2 separate regions of the Oryctolagus cuniculus genome follow, and region 1 is linked to region 2. A link is a contact called in public Micro-C data. All regions are on one chromosome and are shown on one strand. The core of a region is the stretch at or near the end of the contact, and the rest is flanking DNA. Distances in the headings are between cores, read along the strand shown.

The links. Hi-C and Micro-C count contacts between places; a contact is called where the count stands out from the background.
Region 1: a contact with region 2 is called in a Micro-C map of ear pinna, with 9 times the contacts expected there. The contact joins the enhancer-like site here to the promoter of NRG4 in region 2. A contact is called at or near these places in 6 of 6 Hi-C or Micro-C datasets (ear pinna, embryonic fibroblasts, liver and 3 more).

Annotation. Positions count from the first base shown.
Region 1 is chr12:106,788,155-106,792,009 of mOryCun1.1, forward strand. The region is part of intron 3 of TMEM266 (transmembrane protein 266); the gene reads left to right. Among named protein-coding and RNA genes, the nearest start is that of TMEM266, 71 kb to the left of the region's middle. Within about 2 kb of position 1,942, at least 8 of the 8 cell types and tissues checked have an H3K27ac peak or open chromatin away from gene starts, as enhancers often do. A contact at or near this core is called in ear pinna, where this site is marked.
Region 2 is chr12:106,716,731-106,720,845 of mOryCun1.1, forward strand. It overlaps NRG4 (neuregulin 4), which reads right to left and starts at 2,312. Exons shown (of 10, transcript XR_011381085.1): 1 at 2,127-2,312. It overlaps TMEM266 (transmembrane protein 266), which reads left to right and starts at 2,422. Exons shown (of 11, transcript XM_051834575.2): 1 at 2,422-2,517.

The sequences.
Region 1 (3,855 bases), core at 692-3,191, 71 kb after region 2:
AAATGCCTGCCAGGTTCCGATGGCGGACCCCCAGGGGGCATGAAGTGGACTGGGGTGCCACTGAGTTGATCTCCCCGCTTGGCCATGGAAGCGCAGGATGGGACTAGGAAGGAGCAGTCACCCAAACTCAGGCTACACCATAGGCGTGGTGGGGAGCCCTGTCTCCAACACGCGGGCTACACCACAGGCGTGGGTGGGAAGCCCTGATCCAACACGCGGGCTACACCATAGGCGTGGTGGGGAGCCCTGATCCAACACGCGGGCTACACCACAGGCGTGGGTGGGGAACCCTGTCTCCAACACCTCGCCGTCTGTTTCCACCTACTCCTCTCTTCCTCAGCTGCCACTGGTCTCCACGAGACCCCCTGCTCCTTCCTGCTAAAAACCAGAAGTTGTGGGGAGGCAGACGGACTGCAGGCAGCCCCCCATTAGGGGCTCCCGCCAGGCCCCGCCCAGGTCCTGAGCTCCGAGCTCCTCCCACCACCCTCTCAGGACCCTCCCTCCATCAGCTGGACCCTCAGGTCTGGCACACATGCGAGCTGGCCCCAACCCTCTTGCAAGGCTCACCTCTCGCCCACCGCGGCCAGAGGCGATCTGACACCAACAGCCGCTCCCTCCCCTGGAAGCAGCCCCTGTTCTACCCAAGGCCCCCTCCTGAGCCTCTCTCTCCTGCAGGAGCCCGGAACTCCGCCTGGGTCTCCCGCAGGAGTGCGCGGCTGCCTCCAAGCTACGCCATAGCAGGAAGCTGCACTGGGCTGGGGCACCAAGCCAGGCGCTCAGTAGGGTGTCCAAGGAGGCGCTTTAACCACGGCGCCAATGCCCCTTCTGTGATTTTGTTTAAACTTTGAGAGAGACAGAGAGAGTCTTCAACAGCCTTTAGGATTTGTTTTCCCTCTTATTCTTTGAATGCCAGGGTTCTTCATTTTCCGTCTTTGCGCTTCGTCCATTCCCACGACATCTCAGCCGGTCACGTTCAGAGTCACCTCCTTCACCCACATCTCCCCAACTCCCGGCTCCCGGGCCTGTTCTCAGGGATCCTGGCTGCACTCCTCTCCCAAGTCACGGCTAAAATCAGCCCTGGGAGGCGCCATCTCAACCCACCATGCCCCAAACCAAGCTGGCTTTTTCTCAAAAAGGCCCCGGCCATGGACACATCCAGGCCTCCCCAACCGTCGCCACCAAAATGAGCGACACCCGCGGACCTGGGCTCCCTGACCACCGAGCAAGCCTGCGGCCTGCCCACGGCTGCAGGCCCTGTTCCCCCCGCTCCCTCGCTCAGCTCCTTCCCGTCCATGTCCAGCGGCCGCGGTGCCCACGGCGGCAATGCTAGTGCCGCGGAGCCCCCGCGGCCGGCGCTGACCCCGACTCTGAACCACGCTGTCCCGGGCCGTGGCGCCGGTCCTGCCCACACCAGGTCCACGCGAGGGGCTGCACTGGCGTACATCCGCCAGCTCCCTCCTCCTCCTCGTCCCCCCGCCCCCACCAAGCGCCCCCTCCTTCGGTGGCGAGGCCCACATGCAGCGGCAGGGAGACGGGGCCCTGAGGCCGGTGTGAGCCCTGGCTGGGCCGGCCATGTCCTGCGCACGGGTGACCCCGAGGCCGGCTCCGTGTCCTGCCGCTCCGGCCCCCACAGCCATCGCGGCCGCCGCCGCCACCCGTCTCTCCCCTGCACCGCCTCCTCCCCGGGAACCTGGGGCTGGCCTGGAGCCCCCCAAGGCCCAGCCCGCGGGGTCTGTGGGGTGTGTGGGAGGGTTGCCGCGCTCAGCAGGCCACTCCCCCCTCACTCATGTCCGGCAGCCAGCATGGCGGCCCCGCCACCCCTCCGGGGAATAACAAAGAACTTTTTGCAGAAGCCGCCAGTAGCTCCTTCCTTGTGTCCCATTGGCTAGAATTGGGTCACATGACAGGGGATAAGGGAAAATCCATAGGCCAAGCAGGCTGTCCTTCAACTGTCTTATTTCCCACAGTGCATTGCTGCACCCAGAGGGGCGGGGCTAGGGCGGCCATGGCGACTCTCGCACAGGCCGTGCGCTTTTAAGAGAGCCAAGTCTCCATCCACATCTGGATTTCCGTCAGCCTTTCTAGTCACTGGTTTGGGAATGATCTAATAAGTCTGTCACCTTGCTCCTTTCACTCCCGGGCAATTGGACCTGCGTCCGTCCGTTGTCCCCCCCCCAGGTGGTGGTGGGGGGACAATGCTATGACGTCATGCTTGCGTCACCCGAGCCCCTTGGCTTCCATCGCCCCATTGCACGGTGGGAAAGTGAGGGGCGAACTGGCTCTGGGTGAGCACAGCGCCCACAGTTAGCAGAGGGGCGTGGAGTCTGGGGGGCTACGCAGGCTGCAGAGTGGACATTCGCCTCTGTCCACCAGCGACGCCGAGGAGAGCGGACATTCGCCTCTGTCCACCAGCCACGCCGAGGGCCCCGCAGATGTGCAGGGTCTGAGCCCGGGCCGCACGCTGGCGCTGGGGGCGGCAGTGGTGGACCGGCAGGTGCCCCGCAGGGCCCCCAGGCCCGCGTCAGTGACTAGAGGGGTGGGGCTCCCCAGCTTCTGGTGGGAAGAGGGGCAGCATCTTAAGAAACAACCGCAGGGCTGACCGCTCCTCAGCTCGCCGCGTGCGGTTCTTCCTCGGGGTTCTAAGAAGGCCGGGCCTCCGGGCAAGGGCGCAGAATCCCGGTCCGGGTGGGCGCTCTCGCCCGCGGGGGACACCGACTAACCAGGGGGAGGCCGCAGAAGCAGGCGCTCTGGGATTTTTTTTTTTTTTAAGATACCTGGTTAGAAAACTCCAGCAAACACGATACGGCAAGCAGCCTTGAATGAGGAGTGAAATGACTGTAGACGTGCTGGGTGCCAAGGCTGGGGGCAGAGGCAGAGCCCTAGTGATGCACAGCTCAGACTGTCCCCCGGCCCCTGCACTGCCTGGCTTCTAGCCCACAGCCTCCAGGAAGTCTTCCGTCCCCACTCAGTGCCCCTGGCCTATCTCCACATCTGCACCCAGGAGTAATGGCAGGACTGGGTGAAAGAGACGTATACCCCACCCACGGAGAAAAATGAAATAAATAAAGAGCCTCGTTAATCCACTTTCTGGATGCCGGTGAGGTTTGTCTACCATAAATGCCACACCGGTTGCCCCTGGTCCTCCGTTGAGCCTGCCCGTGGCTCCCTCCGTGTTTTAGTGAGCTTGGGATTCTCGGGGCCACAACCAGGGACTAATAGTTTAATTCAGATTTTTTAAAAAAAATAATCCTGGAAAGCCCAGCTTAGACCGTTTGGCAATAGCCCAAAGACTTTGCATTGATTAAGAAGACGGTAAATTCACAGATAAGGTATTTCTCTGTAAGGTACCAGTAGGCTCCAAGCACATGGCACAGTGGGCGTGACTGCCAGACAGAGCGCTTCTGGCCACCCCTGGCTGCAGGCAGGGGAGGGGGGCTTTAAATGCCAGCCCAGGTCTCCCAGGCAAAGCAAGCTGAGGTTTAACGTCCAGGATGGAATGGGGGCCCCTGATCCGTGGAACACTTGGGTACCAGGCCTTGGACCACCCAGGGTTGCTAAACCACGGTGGACCCAGAGGAGGCTGGGTAGGGAGTAGCCACAGCACAGAGGACAGCCTGGTACTGCAGCCAGTCCCCAGGATGAGCCAAGTTCCCAGAACTGGGGACTCTGAGGGCCAGGGGGCCTTGCACCGCACTGCCTTCCCTGTTGGGCTGGAACCTCTGTCACCGAGACAGGGCTGAGAGCCACTCCCTGGCCACAGCAGGCAGGGGAGCGGGCACGCGAGGTGTAGCTGGCCGGGCACAGTGTCAGCTCCTGCCTCCTGGCCCTGAGCTCTCGTCGTCACCCCGCCGTGTT
Region 2 (4,115 bases), core at 1,062-3,561:
CCAAGAGGAAAGATTTTAGTTCCAGCATGTGCTGTGCCATAGGACACCACCAGGGAGCAGCACAGAGCTAACAAATCACACATATCTGTGGATTTTTTTTTTTTACTTAGTACCACAACATGGAATGGTTGCAGCTACACTTTTCATGAGCTCAGATTACCCAAAAAAGAAAATAAGCAGCATACTTAAAATAAATAGGTAGACAATATTAGCATGTAATTCTCACAAAGATTTCTCTCCTCAGGGTCTTTATAGACAGCCATCATAAAAAAAAAAAAAATGTTCCTTTGTGGTAGCATGCCCCAGAATTAAAAAAATAAAAAATTCTATCAGAGCACAAAGATTCGAGGTAAACTAGAGTGGTCCTCCGATTTTTCTCAGCAAGTCTCAGAACACTTGCCCTATTCAACTCGAAGGCATTGTAACTGGATGTGTTCTAGTGGCTTTAGTCAACCCTTACACAGAGTTTTGCTAAGTGGGCAAAAATGAAGTTGAGAAGTTGAAACAAGTGACGCCAATGCTTTTTCTACATCAAGTCAAGTAGCCAAAACGGAGCCAGCATTGTGGCGTCGTAGGTTAAGCCTTCGCCCGAGGTGTCAACATTCCATATGGCTGCTCCACTTCCGACCCAGCTCCCTGCTAATGGCCTGGGAAAGCAGAAGATGGTCTAAGTCCTTAGGCCCCTGCACCAATGCAGGAGACCTGGAAGAAGCTCCTGGCTCCTGATCGGTGCATCTCCGGCTGTTGTGGCCACTTGGGGAGTGAATCACAGATGGAAGACCTCTCTGTCTCTCCTCTGTCTGTAGCTCTAAAATAAATTAAACAAATCTTTAAAAAAAAAAAGTAGCTGAAATGTTGCTCTCACCTGTCAAAACGACACCCCCCAATGCCACCCAGCCAGTGCTCAGTTTTCTTAACCCATCCTCACTTTTTTCCTTTACAATCCCTGCTTCTTTCTTCCAAAAATGTAGGGGAAAAAAACCTCTTCCTTTGCTTTCCTCTTTACTGTTCCTCCTTCCTAAAAAACAGATTATTCTCTTCCAGCTGCACTCATATGCGTTGTCTTCTCCCGCTATGTAACTACACGCATTTTAACCTGCCCATGAGACTGTTACATCTACTTTCACAAATAATGAGCCATATCACTGAGCACAGCGGAACTGATTTCTTTATAACTGGCCGAGGGTACTTCAAAAACTATGGGGGAAAACCAAATGAAAAGTTTACTTTCATGCAAAACACATTTTTGAAATCCAAGCATTTTTTTTTTGTAACACATATTTCCCATGAACCTCTTGAACACCTCTCTTAAGCATGTTTCAATTTTCTTGCATCAAAAAAAATTTTCTTAGTTCTAGTTCCAAGAACCTTTTCAAGTACCGACGCATACAAGCAAAGGTAGCTCGTTTCTGATGGAACATCTATTTCAATTTCAGAGCACCTCCGTCTGCCCAGGTTAAATGATTACTTATTCTGCGACAAACCTGTATGCGTGAGGACATTTTTTTAACCTACAGAGAATATTTGTAGGTGCATCGATGACTCAGGGGACTCCACTAACCCCACCCCCTAATTAGGGAACCACGGGCCCCCCGGGAGCAAGCATTCCCACAGGTGAACTACGCAGGTGCAAGGCGCTGGCCCCTCTGCAGTCCTGGGGGCGGCACAGCGTGGATTCCAACGGGGAGGCTGCAGGGCGTCTAACAAGGCGGAAGGAGGAAGAAGGAATAGAGAGGGGCACTGCCCCACGCGGGGCTGACCTGCAGCCTTCGCAGGAGGGCACCGGCGGGGGCTCGTCTCCCGGGGGCGGGGGTCCGGGGCTCCCACTGCGCCGGGCTCCCCTCAGTGGCCTGCACCCGCGCCCTCCCAGGACCGCGACCCCGCACTCTGCGAACCGCAAAGCGAAGCACCGCGCCACCCGAGGCTCCGCTCGCGGCCCGCAGAACCCCCGGCGTGGTGTTCCCCGCTTCCCTGAGGGGACCCCCCGCTTCCCTGCGGGGAGCCCCCGCCTCGGCCTCAGCACTTGTTGCGCCTCCGCCCCGCCCGCGTCCACTTCAGCGACCCCCTCTCCTCACGCCACTCCAACTCGCGGGCCCCCGACCCTGTCCCGCGACCCCCTCACCCACCGCGCGGAGCCCGCACGCCGCGTTCCGCCTCGCTGGCGGCCGAGCCGCGGCCCCCCGCCCCCTGCCGGGCTCCCGCCGAGGCCGCCGTTTCCTAGACAGCGGCGGGGCCGCTCCGCAGGCTTCGGGTCACACACGCACACGCGCGCGCGCGCGCCGCGCACGGCCGCTGGGAGGTCAGGGCGCAGGCGCAGGCACGGGCCCGGGAGCGCCGCCTGCGCGAGGCCGCGCGCGCGCGCCCCCGAGCGCGGTGGGCGGAGGGGCGGAGGGAGCGGCGGGGCCGCGAGAGGGCGGGGGTGGGGGGGCGGGGGGCGGAGGGGGAGCCCCGGGAGCGCGAGCCGCGGCCGGCGCCGCTGCAGAGCCGAGCCGAGCGAATCCCGAGCGCAGGCAGCAGGTACGTGTCCTCGCCGCCGGCCGCGGCTGGGGCTTCCCCTGCCTCGCTGCCCGGGTCCTGGGGCTCGGGAGGCGGGTGGGGGCCGGGCAGGGTTTTCGGGCTGCGTGCCCGGGCGGACTGGGATGTTGCCGCTGACCTTCATCCCCCGCTGGCCGGGGAGGGGGTGCGCCAGGCGAGGGTGCGTGGGGTAGCCCGGGGCTTGGGCTCCATCCCCCGGGGGGGGGGGACCTGCTTCTTGTCACATGCTTCTTATTTATTTTTGCAAACTGCCCTGGTTCGGGTCCAGCTGCAGATGCCTTACCTCCCATTCTTTGCCTGTGTGTGCCATCTTGCACTTATTAATAAAACATGCAAGCTGGGGGCGGGGTGGGGGGGAAATCCCATTGCAGGGCGGCCAGCGGGCGCCTGTTTTCGGCTTTCAGACGTGGTGTGGAGGTGGAGATCCCACACCCCGGGGGATCTGTGGCTTGGTCGGTCGTGACCACTTCCTAGTGGGCTTCCCGGTGGCCCGGGAAGGGGGGGGGGGGCGCCCCAGCGGTGCGATGGGCTGTGTGGCAAGGATGGTGGGTGGGTTTTCACCCTCCCTTCGGGAGACAGGTGCAAACCACAGCAAGCACTTTGCCGGCCAACTTGCTGGGGAGCCCCAAACCCATAAAATTGTCTTCTCTTGATGGTGGAGCCTCCGACTTGGTCCAGTTTTGCATCTGAAGGTGACTGACTGAAGCTGGCCACCTGTTGGCAGGCAGACCCCCAGGAAGGCCCACCGATCCCTATTTCATAGTCACCAGTGCTGGCACAGTGATAGGCCCTAATGGGTTGCCGGCTGCCTACCTTTGGTCATGCTGCCTCGCTGTCGTTTCTTTGCAAGTAAAAACCTCTGATTCGGTGCCTCGTCTGTTGTAGACTGAAACTGTATGATTTGTGTGTATTCTGTACACCTATAACATCACAGCCTCGAGACCCAATCGCTTACCTATTTCCCCGGGGCGTTTCACCTTGCTTTGGAGCCACAGTCGGGAAAGTGGGATTTATAGAACTGCTTACCTCCCTGCCCCCTCCCCCAAAATACTGTGGTGAACGGGCTACCAAGAGCTGGCAGCAGAGGATGAGAGTGGTTATCGCACAGTGTCGGAATGTGCCAGCTGCACTGTAGTGCCAGGTCCCATCACGAGGACACCTTTCTTGAATGCTTATGGTGCAAGGTACTGACCTAAACGCTGCTGGTGCGTGATTCCATTTGTTCCTTGGAACCTACCCGCTGTCTCCATGCTGACGATGAGGCTCAGGCTTGGGTTTCCTGACTTTCCCAAGGTCACACGGCGGCCAGGGGCAGGGTGAGGATGCAAAGTCAAGTGCATCGGATTCCCAGGGGCAGCGTGGAGCCTGGGGGGAGGAGGGGTAACCTTCCAACCTGGGGCTGCCACTCCATCTCCCTTTTCCTCCCGGTCAAGCTGACACATGAGCCTATCAGCTGGGGTCTGATTTTTCCATGTCACAGATTCTACAGCAGTGTTGTGTGGCTTTCCAGGAAGCCAAACTGTTGCTTCAGAATGGGTCTGCGTGGAATTTTTTGAGGTGGCACCAAGCCTAGGAGAAGC